Regions from separate parts of the Oryctolagus cuniculus genome. Here region 2 is linked to region 1. A link is a contact called in public Hi-C data. All regions are on one chromosome and are shown on one strand. The core of a region is the stretch at or near the end of the contact, and the rest is flanking DNA. Distances in the headings are between cores, read along the strand shown. Region 1 holds the start of CDH23 (cadherin related 23). Region 2 overlaps CDH23 (cadherin related 23).

What was found. Hi-C and Micro-C count contacts between places; a contact is called where the count stands out from the background.
Region 2: a contact with region 1 is called in a Hi-C map of an unstated tissue, with 4 times the contacts expected there. The contact joins the enhancer-like site here to the promoter of CDH23 in region 1. A contact is called at or near these places in 2 of 6 Hi-C or Micro-C datasets (ear pinna and an unstated tissue).

Annotation. Positions count from the first base shown.
Region 1 is chr15:62,690,846-62,698,170 of mOryCun1.1, reverse strand. It overlaps CDH23 (cadherin related 23), which reads right to left and starts at 4,394. Exons shown (of 68, transcript XM_051823796.2): 1 at 4,031-4,394.
Region 2 is chr15:62,870,470-62,877,435 of mOryCun1.1, reverse strand. All of the region lies in intron 9 of CDH23 (cadherin related 23), which reads right to left. Among named protein-coding and RNA genes, the nearest start is that of C15H10orf105, 100 kb to the left of the region's middle. Within about 2 kb of position 1,430, at least 1 of the 8 cell types and tissues checked has an H3K27ac peak or open chromatin away from gene starts, as enhancers often do.

The DNA of each region.
Region 1 (7,325 bases), core at 3,145-5,644:
TCACCACCATCCCGAGGTCTGCTGCTCGTACCCCTCCTTTGTTATGACACCTGCTGCCCTTCAGTGCTCCACAGTTCCCACCACTCCCTACTGTCTCACACCAGGCCCCTCTAGGCAAGCAGGTCAGAGGCCTCTCCTCCAAGGGCATATGCCCAGAGCCCAGAGTACGGCAAGGTGGGCCTTGGCTACCTCTCATGAACCTGGTTCACATGACTGGTTAGAACTGGTTAGAACTGGTTACAGGCACGGCTAATGCTTGGCGTGGTACTGCCCAGCTAACCCACAGGCTAAAGAAGTTGCACTCACCTGGCAAAAGTCCAGGTGGTCAGGGACTCTCACTGAGCCCTCCCTCCACTGGCGTGGGGTCCCAAGGAGACCAAGGCGAAAGCCACAGAGCCTGTGCCATGCAGGAAGCCACAGAGCCTGTGCCATGCAGGAAGCCCAGCTCAGGAGAGGCCAGCCCCGAGCAGAGTGGGGAGGCACATGGAAGGCCAGGGAGGGAGGGGGTGCAGGTTGGAGAGGCAGCCACCCACTGCCCCCCAAGACCCCACAGCCAGGAAGGCTTCCTGCAGTCGGTGACTCCCAAGCAACATCAGGATCCCCCACACCACGTTCACGAGGCTGGAGCACAGAGAACCCGCCGGGGCTGGCGCTGTGCACAGCAGGTTAAGCCGCCGCTGGGGCGCCAGTCTGAGTCCCAGCTGCTCTGCTTCCGAGCCAGCTCCCTCCTAATGGGCCTGGGGAAGCAGCGGAAGGTGGCCCAAGAGGCTGGGCCACTGCCACCCATGTGGGAGACCTGGACTGAGGTCCTGGCTCCTGGCTTTGGCCTGGCCCAGACCCAGCTGTTGTAGCCATCTGGAGAGTGAACCAGCAGAAGGAAGACTGTACTCTCTCTGCCTTCCAAATAAATCAATCTTAAAATGAAGCAGCAGCAGCCCCACCACCTAATCCTATCCCCGTTTCTCTTCCAGTGGAGGCAAAGCTCTCCCTTCCTGAACAAGCCGCTCATTGGCTCTGACTAAACGGCCCTGCTCGCCTGTTAACAGACGGACGGGATCACTCAGTGCTCACGGAGACCCGCATTGAGGCTCAAAAAAAAAAAAAAAAAAAAAAAAAAATTAAAACTGATTTTCTAAAATGAAAGAAGTATAATCGAATTTGAAACCAATGAGTTCAAAGTCAATTAAGCTAATTTTTAAAGCCACCTTTACACATTAAGATGTGAAATTTTTAAAAACCTGAGGGCTTAAGGAGGCGGTACAGCGTTCATTAAGCTACACACGTTCGCACCCCTGGTTTTCAAACAAACCAAAGAATCACCTCAGCGTCACCCTCTGTAAGCCCCCGCAGTGCCAACCAGGTCCTGCAGAGCTCATCCTCTCTGCCCTGCACCCCCGCAGACCTCCCTCTTCCTCAAGGGGGCGGGCAAGCATAGGGAGGGGCAGTGCTCCGTGGGGCGTGGCCAGGGACAAGAGCCCATGCAGTAACCTTTCACCCACGGCCCCTGCCCCCAGTCTCTCCTACAGGCCAGCAGACCCCTTGGGGTTTTATCAAGGAGAAGAGCCAGCATCTGCCCAGCCCCAGGCACCTAGGAGCTAGGTTTGCAGCCCCATTTCTGGAGCCCTGTCCCCCATGCCTGTGAAGCACACAGGAAGCTGAGCCAACAGGCAAGTCTGTTTCAAGGACCTCAAAACAAACAACCTGATGGCGGCATTAGCAGGCAACAGCCCCCACAGCCCCCAGCCCCAAGACACCACGGGTGGATTTCTTTCTTTCTTTTTTTTTTTTTTTTTTTTTTGGTGAGGTACAGTTACAGAGAGAGAGAGGCAGAGACAGAAAGAAGGGTCTTCCATTCACTGGTTCACTCCCCAAATGGCTGCAACGGCCAGCGCTGAAGCCAGGAGCTTCCTCCAGATCTCCCACATGGGTGCAGGGGCCCAAGGACCTGGGCCATCTTCTACTGCTTTCCCAGGCCATAGCAGAGAGCTGGATCGGAAGTGGAATAGCCGGGACTCGCACGGGAGCCCATGTGGGATGCTGCTGCTGGCCTCCCTCCCTCCCCTTCCCTTTACAGAAGGTGTAAATAAACTTTTCAAAAAGAAAAGCTCACCCCCTCTAAGACACTGTGAACCAGAGCACACACCTCTCTCAGTGACCTTATCAAACACAAACTCAAGATCAGAAGGCCGGGGAGGGGCCTGAGACTCTGCATTTCTGCAACTCTGCCTCGCACGGGTTGCTGACGCGGCAGGTGCACAGACCGCTCTCGAAGAAGCAAGCTTCCAGAAGACCTTCCGCTTCCAGGAGAATGGGCACTCCGAACAAGCACTCAGAAAGGTGCCTTTCAAAATGTTCAGCTCAAAGGAATGAGCCTCACACGGTGATGTGGCAGGTACGGAGCACGTTGGGCAGGGAGCTAGGTGGGAGGTGACCAAAACGCTCTGCCATTGTCACCCTCGGGTAAGCCGATGTGACGATGCCAGCTGTTTGGGGTCAGGAAGGCTGAGGCAGGTGCACAGGGTGTAGCACAGAGAAGGCCAGCGGCCGCCTGCCCCTCCTGGCTCTCCCCAGTCACACCCATCACTCCTCCAGTGCCACCTCCCCAGCCCACAGGCTACGCTCGCTCTCTGCCACTTGACACCCTGCCTTCCTACTGTCCCCAGCCCTAGGCAACAGCACCAAGGCTGCTAATCCCCCAGCCAGGGGTCCCTTGCTCTGCAGAGTGACATCGGGTGCCCCCACCCCCGTGGGTGCTGACCGCAGTGCGCCTACCCCTGCACCATGAGCTGATCTGACCTCTGGGCCAGCACCAGCTCTCACCACCACTGCGGGCTGACTCATCCACACCTTGCACCTGGCCCCCACCAGGCTCTGCAAGCCCACCCCCACCCATCAAAGAAATTCTCCCCCAGGTGAGGGTTTGACTCCACGGAACCCGTCCTCAAAGGTCTCTCCAGCTGATTTCAAAATCCAGATTGGGGCGGGGGCAGCCGCCGAGGACGGGAAGGAGAGGGCAAAATGCTGTGTGCAGGGGCACAGGCTCTGCTTTCCGAATTGCGGCGGAGAGTGGGGGCACATCACTACCCTGAAAGGCTAATTTCCTCCCAGTGGGCGGCTGACGGGGCTGGGGCCCGGCGGGGCGGCGGTCAGCCGCGAGGGCACAGACCTATGCACGCCGGAGGCGGCAGCCTTACGTGCCAGCCCCGGGAAAGCAAAGCGCCAGGTGCCGCGGGGTGGCCCCGCCACCACCATACGGAATGCGCGGGCTCTGCACGCATCCCGGGCTCACCCGCCAAGGAGGGAAGGGCAGCGCTCCCAGCGCGAGGCCTTGGGGACAACCAGTACTGCCCAGAGCGTACCAACCCCTGGGCTGGAGAGGCCACGCGCCGCCGGCCGCACGAGGCTCCCGGCTCCATGAGGGGCGCGTCTCTCCAAGGCCAGGCAGAACTGGGGAGGCTGCAGGGGTTCCCTGGGAGTCTCCCGCGGGCCTTGAGTGGGGAGGGGTAGGGAGGGGTAGGGAGGGAAAAGGGGGGGGGGAAGGGGAGGGGAGGAACGGGGAGGTCTACGTGACTTTCGGTCCCTTCAGCGCTGCTGCCCACCCTGCGGTGGGGGTGCGCCCCACCCCATCTCCGTCGTCCAAACGGGGACCAGAGCTCAAAGGGGATGGGACTGGATCCCAGCGCCCTCTGCACCCCGAAACCCTCCGCCATCCTGCACCCTCTCCAATACCCGGGGAGCAGGGCGCCCGAGGGCTCCCTCTCCCAGGAAGCGGGCAGGGATGGGTGCGCGTCCTCCCAAGGCCAACGCGGAGGGAATTCGAGTTCCCGGGAATCAAAGTTGCCGCGTGTCTGGCAACGGGCTCCGAGCGGGACGCGGAGCGCGGGGCTGGGGCCAGAGCCCGCCGCGGGCGACGGCCACGCCGGGCACCAGTGGCTCCACGGCTGCGGTCTCGACCCCGCGGCTCCAACTTTCCCGGCGGGGGGAAGGAGAGGGAAGCGGGAAGGGAAGGGCGGTGCGCGGCTGCGGGTACCGTGTGCTTGTGCGGAGCGGCGCCGCGCCGCGCCTCGGGCTCTGCTCTCCACCGGATCGGCCCCCGCGGACCGCCTGGTCGGGCCCCGGCCACCACCGCGTCTCGCTGCCGGCGCGAAGGCTCATCCGCTGCGCACCGGCCGCTCTGGGGTCCCCTCGGGCCGCCCGCTCGCCGCTCGCCGGCCGCAACTTCAGATGCGCCACGGGCTCGAACGAGGCGCGCCCCAAATGTCCCGAGGCTCAGCAGCCGCGCGCTCCATGCCCGGGGCCGGGACGCCCCGCCCCTCCTGGCTCGGCGGCCGGCCGCCGTCGGACGCGTCCTGGGGCCGAGCACCGCGCCCTTCTCTCCGAGCCGCTGCCGCCGCCGCCGCTGCCGCCGCCGCTCAAGTCCACGATCAACTTTCCCTCGCTTCCTCCGCCCCGCGCGGCCCCCGCCACCCAGACCCCGCCTCCTGACGCTCCTCGGCTCCCCTCCGCCCCGCGCGCGGTCCCCGCCCGCCGCCAGCGCTCCGCCGCGCCCCCACCCACGGGGGCTGCCGGGACCCCCGGCTCCTTCCCGGGCCCCGCCCGGACCCCCGGGAGCGGCGCGGAGCCCAGCCAGGCGCTCAGGGCATGAATATTTCAGTGCTGGCAAAGCAGTCCTCCGCCGATGTCATGGCACCGGCTGCTGTGGCAACTGGGCGATTCCCCCAAAGGGCCAGGGAGGACGCCCGCGCAGGCGGCCCCAGGTGCGTGCCGGAGCCGCGCCCCGCAGGGCCACCAGCTGTCCCGCAGAGGGGCGCGTGGAGCAGTGGGGGCCTGGTCAGCCTCCCGCCCGCTCCGCGCCTCGGGCCAAACGAGGAAAAGCTCCCGGGAAGCCGAGCTAGTGAGCGGGCGCCGGGCGTAGGTGAGCCCGAGCCATCTGTTGGCTTTAAGCGCCCCCTCTCTGCTCCAGAGTCGCCGAGCGGTCCCTGTCGTCCCTGGGGCCGCTTGGCCAGCGCTTCGCTCCTACCAGCTGCCTTTGCCTTTGCCAGGCGCCTCTCCTGGGCTCCCACCTGCACCCCTCCCTCACCGGAGCGCAAAGGGCCTCCAAGTGCTTGCAAATGGGCGACTCGGGGCGGGAAGAGCCCCTTGCTGGAGACCCTACAGCCGGGCCCCTGCGTCCTGGCCCCTCGGCGCTCTCCCACAAGGACAGGACTTCGTGGCTTTCAGAGAAGGAGGGGAGAGGGAGGCCTGGGGGGCTGGGGACAAGTTGCCGGGTAACCCTCTTGGGGGGCTGCTCCCCGCACTGGATCTTCACGACCCGAGCTAAACACTGCATCTTTCTAGCTCGGGCTCACCCGCAGGCTCCAGGAGCTGTGGGAGCTGTCGCCATCCTGGGCAGCACATTGTCAGCAGCTGCCTGGAGCCAGACCCCGGCGGAGTCTCCCGGAGGTTCCTTCATTGTGGAACCTCCTCCCCAGGCTGCAGTGAGGAAACAGGGCCCGTGGTGGTGGCGGATCTAGAACTCTGCCTCTGTCTGGTTCCAGGGCTGCAGTTCCTCACCACTGGGCATTCATCCATCCATAGTCAGCAGTGTGACGTGGCTTCTGGGGGTGCGGCAGGTGGACAACAGGCTAGGCCCTTGTGTCTCGTGGGAATCCTCCAGTGCAGACACTAGGCATTGGAGCACATAGACAGGTAAGCTTACAGCTAGAATCGATGCCAGGAGGAAGAGTGCTTTAGAGGTGCCTGGCCTAGAGAGGACTTCCTGGAGGAGGTGACTGAGCTGAGACCTAAGGATGACCAATAGAGGGCCTTTAGACAGGAGAAACGGCATGTGCCAAGGCCCAGTGCTGGGAGGAGTGAGATGGGGCAGGCGGCACACACAGGGAACATAAGGCCACCATGGAGGCAGGGGCCTGACTGCAGAGCACACTGGTCTTAATCAGGGGTTGGTTTTGTCCTCAGCTCAAGGGCTCCTGAGCAGGTGGGTGGGGTGGAGGCTGAGGGGAGGGAGTATCATCATTTGGATGTAGGAAGATTTTGGGTGTTGCCTCGGAAGCAGCAGCTGACCAGAGGAGACTTCAGTTAAAAGTATTTGCTGGCCACCATGGATGGGTGATAGTTTAGGTGTCACCCCAGAGTCGTACACTATGGGACTAGGGGTGCGTCTGGGGGTGGGGCCCTGCATAGTGACTGCATTGGATTGGCTTGTGGGTGCTGCACCAGGAGAGACCAACTAGAGAGCCAGCGCCTGCGCTCCTGGCCCCCAATCACGCAGCAGGGGATGGGCGACCACGTGGAGCACCACAAGATCCTCCCTCCAGTACCCGCATCAGATGCCAGGCCAATGACGCCACCCAATCTTGCACAGCAAACCCCCAAATCATATGCAAAAAAAAAAAAAAAAAAAAAAAAAAAACCACACACCTCCAGCCTTGATACGTAGCTTCTCTGGGGTGTTTGTGTCCGCGATGAGCAGCTTGCACACTCCTCAGGTACGATACTGCACCAGCACATCTTCTAGAGCGGGGTCAGAGTCTGCTGCCCACAGCTGGATCTGTGCCCTTTCCCGTGCGGTGCAAAGGGTTAGCAGAACACAGACCTACCCAATGCCCGTGACGGCTGCACAGCTCAGACGTCGGGTCAGAGACCGGAAAGCCCGCCATCGAGTCTCGACGCTTGAGCCACATCAGTGAACCACACACACGCACACGTGCACACGTCCAAATCCCTGCCCCGTGGAGCTCCCATTTCTGTGGTGCTGCACCCATCCAGGTGATTGGTGGCCAGGACCTGGAGGGGCGGTGGTGGCAGAGGAGAGAGGGGACTTTCAGGAGGTGCGCATCTATAGGGCTAGGAGACGGAGGGGTTCCAGGCTAAGGAGGAGGCGAGCGTCAAGGGGCAGCCCAGGTTCCTGGCCGTGGATGACAACGGAGGTGGGGCTCTCTGGAGGGGGCGCTGGAGGAGGTGAGCAGGTGTCCCTGGGGCACAGGTGGAGCAGCAGCGATGGTCTCAGTGTCTGTGACAGTCACAGTCCCAGACAGGGTGCTGGGGCCAGGAGTCCTGGGCTCCAATCGCCCCGTCGCTGCACGGCTGGACACTGACTGAGCCTCTCTCGGCCGCCTGCTCCTCTGTCATCAAATTAAAATGTTGACTATCACAGCACTTCCCACTCTTCAGCCTTCTTTGATTCTTCACCGTCTCCCTGACCCTGAGCAATTTGGCCTGTGAACAACATAGCGCAGAGCTCAGGGGCACTGGCCCCTCCCCCCACACGGACGCCGTGCCTCTGTGGCATTGTCAAGGGCCAGCTCTGTGCCAACACCGTGCTG
Region 2 (6,966 bases), core at 181-2,680, 180 kb before region 1:
CAGATGGCCACAACGGCCGGAGCTGAGCTGATCTGAAGCCAGGAGCTTCTTCCCTGTCTCCCACATGGGTGCAGGGGTCCAAGGACTTGGGCCATCCTCTGCTGCTTTCCCAGGTGCATTAGCAGGGAGCTGGATGGGAAGCAGAGCAGCCGGGACTCAGACCGGCACCCATGTGGGATGCTGGCACTGCAGGAGGTGGCTTTAACCTGCTGTGCCACAGTGCCAGTCCCTCTCAGAAAGACTTTTAAAAACGCAATCAAACATGCCCCACCACACTAAACAAAAGAAATGATTCCTCAACATCATATAAGATGCAGTCCACATTCAGGTCAGGAATCCCATTAAAACTTGGTTTTTGTTTTGAAAAAGAAAGGACTGAGAGGGAGAGAGAGAGAGGGAGGGAGGGAGGGGGAGACAGAAAGGGAGGGAGGGAGGGAGGGAGGGAGAGGGAGAGAGAGAGGGGGGGGAGAGAGAGAGAGAGAGAGAGAGAGAGAGAGAGAGAATCGATCTCCCATTTATTTGTTCATTCCCCAATGCCAGGACTGAGCCACATCAAAGCCAGGAACCAGGAACTCGATCCGGGCCTTCCACGTGGTGGGAAGAACCCAAGTAGTCAAGACACCACCTGCTACCTCTCAGGTGAGCACCAGCAGGAAGCCAGATGGGAAGTGGAGGAGGGGCTGGGACTCAGGTCAGGCACTGGGGTAGGGAAGGAGACGCCCCGAGGGGCGACCTAACCACCATGCAATCGCGCGCCCAGGGGATCCCCTGTTTGAAGGGGGGAGGCCTTCACCCCCACCACGGAGTCCCCAGAGTGCAGGCCCCGAAGCCAATGAGACGGAAGAACAGGCGCCCTCAGCTTCCTCTGCAGGGAGCAGAGACCCGAAGCAGGGCCAGCGCGTGGCACAGCGGGTAAAGCTGCCACCTGCGATGCTGGCTCCCCGTGTGGAGCTCTTGGGTCCTGGCTTTGGCCTGGCCCAGCCTCATGCTGTTGCAGCCATCTGGGGAGTGAACCAGCAGATGGAAGGTCTCTCTCTAACTCTTTCAAAAAAATAAACACATCTTAAAAACAAAAGACCAGAAACAAACGTGACAAAGGGTCAGCAAACACGGGGGTGGGGATGGTGGGCCCACGGGTGTGCTGCACGGCTCCTGTCCTCCCTAGGGATTCACTCCTTCACCTTCGCCAGGGAACTCAGCCCAGCTTCTTGGATGAGAGCCAGGGGTCCAGGGCTGCTGTGATGGCTGAGGGCACTGGCTGTGTCTTCCCAGCAGCCTGGCCTCTTGCGTGTCCATGGCCCCTTGCCCAGGGCCCACACCCAGGATGCATTCAGAGGCCGCTCAGTGACCGAGCCCTGCCAGCCGGATGTCTCCCAGCACCTGGCTCCCCGGGCAGGGCTCCTGCTGAGCCAGCGAGAGCCTGGACCGAGTGCCACGGCCTTGGCTCTCCAGCCAGGGAGAACTCGGCTCAGCAGCCAAGGTCCTTCCCAACCGCTGGCCGCTCTCCTGAGACACAGCAGCTACAGGTCGGGGTTCAGGGTCTTGCCGCGGGGCCACCCTCAGCACGGGTGGCCTGGGGGCCTTCTCCATCACAGGGGCTCTCGGGCCTGGGACCCCAAGCCCCGCTCACCCGGCAGGCAGGCAGGCAGGCAGGCAGGCAGGCAGTTTCTCTGGGAAGCCCGCCAGCCCAGAGGGCCCTTCCCTGCACCCCGACTCCCAGCTGTGTGCACTGCACAGGCAGCCCTGGAGGGGCGGGGGGAGCCCCGGATCCTGCTCGAGGCAGAGAGCAGCTTTGGCAAGTTGGAGACTCTAGGCGCCCGTCGGAAAGGGAAGCGAACCTTTGCTGGCGGAGGGAGCTCCTGGCACGGTCCCGGCACCGAGCAGAGCATCAAGGCCCAAACCCCACTCCCAACTGGGCCAGGACGGACAACCTTTGCTTTCCAAACCTGCGCCCTCCCGGCAGCAGCAGCCGAGGCAGCCTCCTCCCCAGGGCTGCCCGTGGCTCTCCTTACTGAGGACCGGGTGTGAGCCCCAGGAAGGAGCCAGCCCTGTGTGCTCGGTCCCTGCCAACCCGGCCTGCCCATGGGCGAGGGTGATGCTGGGGGCTGCCCACATGCTGCCAAGCCACACCCCCCGCTCCCTGCGCTGTGCCCGGAGCCTGTGCCCACCCTGGTCTCCCAGGGCGGTAGATGGAGGAGGAGCTCCAGCCTGGCCCAGGAGAGAGCCTGGTCTCCTCCGTGTCGGTCTGGGGTGGAGGGTGGGGAGAGCGGGTGAGGCCTGGTGTTTCTCCAGTGGCAGGCAGGGCCCCAGAGCAGACGTGCGGCTGCCCCGGGAGCTGGCAGCGGCCGGGAAAAGCGAGTGGCTGGGCAGGGGGACGCACACGTGGGAAGTGGGCAGTGGGATGCACGCTCGGCTCTTCCCTCTGCTTGTCCCCACGCTGGCTTCTTGGACACCCCCCACCCTCCTCTAGCCACTTCTCCACCCATTCTCCATGAAGCAGGCCTTCTAAATACCCAGCACAGATCAGTGTCTTCCCTGCACAGATGCAAATCCCACTCTCGCACCCTGGCCTGCAGACCCCTGAGTGGTCAGTCCTGGGCCAGCTCTGTGGCTTCACTTCCTGTGCCTCACCCATTCCCTGCCATGTGACAGTCCCATCAAAAAAAAAAAATGCTTTCCCCTAATTTCCTGTTTCTGAAATGTACCCAGCTTGTCCTTGCCTCAGGGCCTTTGCATGTGCTGCTTCTCCCGCCTGCAGCACTTCCCCTCCCCAGCCCCGCGTGGCTGCCTGCTGCACCAAGGCTCAGTGTCCCCACATCAAACAGGCCGTCCCCAGCAGCCCCGCTAGGTCACCCCAGCTCAGTCATTCCCATCACATGCCCACTGGATTTTCTTACAAGCAGTTGTCACTCTGCAAAATGATCTCACTCACTAATCTATTTGATTATTTCTCCTGTCATCCTCACTCAACTGTAAGCTCCTCAAGGGCAACAGCCTTGCCTGTCTTGTTCATGGTTATACTCTCAGCAGCCGGTGTATGCAAAGTGCCTGATAAATATTCATGAATAATAAAATTAACTCGAGCTGCCCGGCAAGCTGCAGGCGGAGCCAGCAGGCCAGAAGCAGCTGCCCTGACCTTGAGGCCACGCCCTCCTCCCTCACTCCCTGGTGGTGAGCTGCCAGCCCCTGCTCCCCTTCCCTGTGGAAGGCAGGCTCTGAGCAGAACCATGGCGGGTGTCCCAGGAGTCCCCACCCCTCACTACAGTCCTTGACAGCTTCCTGTGGGGCAGCTTCGGGCAGAGCAGAGGGGGAGTGGGGAGGAGGGGACAGTCGGGCCGAGCAGCCTGGAGACCTGGCCCCTCTCTGCCTTGGCCTCTGTCTTCTCACCTGTGACTTGGGAGGGTCAGGCTAGATGAAGGCTGGAACCCATGGCCTGTGATGGGTGAGGCTGGTGGGAAACGGGGCCTCCTGGGGAGGAGGCTGGAGACGAGCCGGGGTGTGGGGGGCACGGGAGAGGCTGGCGGTGCCTCTGTGCTCCGACCCGCTCCATGGCGTGGCGCCCGGGGACTGGGTTATCAATCTCCCTCCACCTGGAGCACTCCCTAAATGAAATTCCGCGTGGCGTGGGGCCTGTGATATAACAAGTCACTCGCTCCGCCTGGGAAATGAAAGATGATAAGGCAGAGTTCCTGGGACAGCGGCGATGTCCATAAATCTGCCAGAGTGTGCCGGGGATTACTTTGTGGGATTAATTATCTGTCCTTCAAACAAAGACCTGACCTCCGTGGCCCAATGTCCCCGCGGTGAGGGAGGGACCGTGGGGCGGAGGGGCGGGCGGGGCCGGCAGGGCTGGGAAGTGCCAGTCATCACCTCCTTCCCCTCTAAGCTCCTGCCGGCTCCCTCCTGGCCCAGATCCCAAAGGCTTGGCCTCCAGCGCTTTCTGAAACCCAGCCACATGGGGGCGCAACCATCTACTGCTCACAGGTTGGGAAAGGGCTATGCATGGCGGACAGAACCAAGAGCGGCCCAGGGGCCAGTTCAGTGCCGACCACTTCATCAATCTTGTGATCCAGGGATTCCAGGATCACCATGACGGGGAGGGAGAGACTGGGCAAAGGAAACAATGGCTGTGAACACCCAAGCCCACCCAGGGGCCATGCCAGGGGTGACACTGGTGTGGGAGGAGGCCTGGGAATGGTGGGTTGGGAGAAATGGAAGCCGGGCTGCTGGGTAAACATTCATCTCCCCACTAGGAATGCGGCAGACAGAGGGGGCAACCAACCCTCTCCCATCAGCTAAGCAAGAATGTGGTCAGGTAGTTGGGGAAGACTTCCTGGAGATCAGCTTTAGAGGAGGGAGGGCTGTAGAGAGAGGGATGGTGGTGTGGTCATGGTGGGGGAGGACAGGCAGGTGGACAGGATGGAGCAGGCTCCTCCCTGCTCTGCCCAGCTGCACCTTCCTTCAGGGGGTGTTCACGAGCTCACGATCAGCCGAACACTCACCGCCAGAGGGTACATCTAAGGGCTCCTGCAAAGTGGCACTAGGGAGGAGCTTACTCTGACGCAAACTTCTGAAACTCCGTGCAGATGAGGGGTCTCCAAAAGTTCTTGGTGAATCCCTACATGGACACACTAGGCTGATCTCAAACATCTTCCCACCCAGATACACGCAGGTTTCAGTTCCACCTTCGTACAAACGTCGCGAAGCGGCCCCACGCCCTTAGCTGCCCCTGCGCGGTCAGGGCCGCAGCCACGTCTCAGAGCGCATGACACAACCCAGCCCTCCAGCCTGGGTCAAGGCAGGGCAGGCCCCAGGCCCCCAAACTCTGCGGACCCCGTGCCTGGCGGGCGCTCAGCGGCTAGGGCAGGGCCGTTCCCAGCATGGGAAGCCCCAGTGACCGGAGGACAGGTGTGCAGGTTCTGGAACTGACTGGAAACTGGGAATCAGACCAATGCCAGAGGCAGCTGAAGCGGCCAGCCGTGGGTGCCGCATATCGCCACAGGAGCCAAGGCCCCACTCCCTCTGCCTCTGGGCGGCCTGCAAGCTAAGAATGGCTTTGTGGATTTTTTAAAAAACATTTTATTTATTTTTTTTATTTGAAAGGCAGAGCATCAGAGAGAATCTTCCATCTGCTGGTTTCCTCCCCAGATGGCTGCAACAGCCAGGCCTGGGCCAGACCACATCCAGGAACCTGGAACTCCATCTGGTTCTCCCTCGTGGGTGCAGGGGCTCAAGTACTTGGGCCATCTTCAGCTGCCTTCCCAGGCACATTAGCAGGGGGCTGGATTGGACGTGAAGCAGCGGGGACTTGAAATGGCGCGGGTATGGGAAGCCAGCAACCCGGGCGGCAGTGGGAGCTGCTGGGCCACCGTGCTGGCACCAAGCCGGGGTTTTAGAGATGAGTCCCTTCGCAGTTGCTCTGAAGTCTGCTAATACTGCCCGAGAGCCCTAGTGAAGTAAAACGTCACCCCTGCCCGTCCCCACCTCCAAACTCCATTCTCATTAGCAGACCTGGAGCATAAAAAACTATACGCAAGTATTACTATATTTTGAACTCAGACATCTTGGTGAAAATGTGCTCTCTTTCTTGGTGAGAAGTGGCGACACAGTGGCCTTGACTTGCCTCTCGGACTACTGTGGCCTTTGGCAGAGAAAGGTCAGTGACCCCGACTGCAGGACGTGCTGTATCTGTTAGAAGCCCTGTGCCGCTGGGCTGGATCAGAACCAGCTGCATGTCCGCAGTTGCTCTGGATTCAACCTCAGAGACCTACACAAGGCCAAACAGAGCCAAGGCTTGGTAGTCACAGCAACAGGAAGCCAGCGGGCCAGGCAGCTGCCCAGGTCAGAGCCTGTTCGAGTCCCGGCTGCTCCACCTCCCATCCAGCTCCCTGCTAATGCACCTGGGAGAGCAGTGGAAGGTGGCCCAAGTGCGTGGGCCCCTGCACCCGTGTGGGAGACCCAGAGGGAGCTCCTGGTTGTGATTTGGCCCAGACTGAGCTGTTGCAGCCCTTTGAGAGGGAATCACTGCATGGGAGATCTCTTCCTCTGTGTATGTCTGTCTGTCTTCCAAATGAATCATTAAGAAACTAGATCCTCCACAAGAGGGTGCCAGCAGAGGCGGGGTGGAGGTGGGCAGGGGCACCTCTGTGGTGACTACTGCCCACACCTCCGGCTCGCTGCCCTGGGCTGGCACTGCTGGGCTTAAGTACCTCCAAGCACGGCTCATTGCGTCCTCACTGCACCCTGAGGTGCTGCAGGTGCTGGAGCTGCACCCCCTGACAGGCGAGGCGGCCACGCTCGGAGATCTTGGGTAACCTGGCCGAGGCCACTCAGCTTGCAAGCGTCAAAGCCAGGTGGTGCGGGCTGGGGACTCTTCCAGGGGCTGAAGATAGAGCTCAGTAAACTCCTCTTTTAACTGAACCCCATACTCCACCTGGGAAACTTGCCAACCTGCTCCTCCAGGCTCTGTTCTAGTGGATTCCCCAGCTTTTCCCTATCAATATCCAGAAATGTCTCATCCAAGGGGACTTCATTTGTGCAGCAGTGGAATCAAAAGCGAGGCCTAATTTAAGCCAACAACGCTGGAAAGCTCTGCCTAGTTCACTCATAGTATGCACTTCCTGGGGTCCCCGCCTGTCCCCCACCAGAGTCCCTTTCTGTTCTCATGGCTACAGGATCTCTCGGGACGCCTTCTGCCTTCCCCCTGCCCACACATTCCCGGGCAGTGGGCGCTCCTTGACACAGGCCCCTTTGTCTTCTCTGCCTTGTACACCATGGGTGCTAAGACGTCCTTTCACGCCACAAGGTCACGCAGATGCCCCCCCCTTTCCTTTATGAACGTTCTATATTTTACCTCTCACACACGGGTCTTTAATCCATCTGGAGGCCACCTTCTACACGGGGTACGGGAGGGATCGGCTTTATTTTTCCCCGCGGGGTGAGCTGGTTTTCCCGGCCCCGGCTACT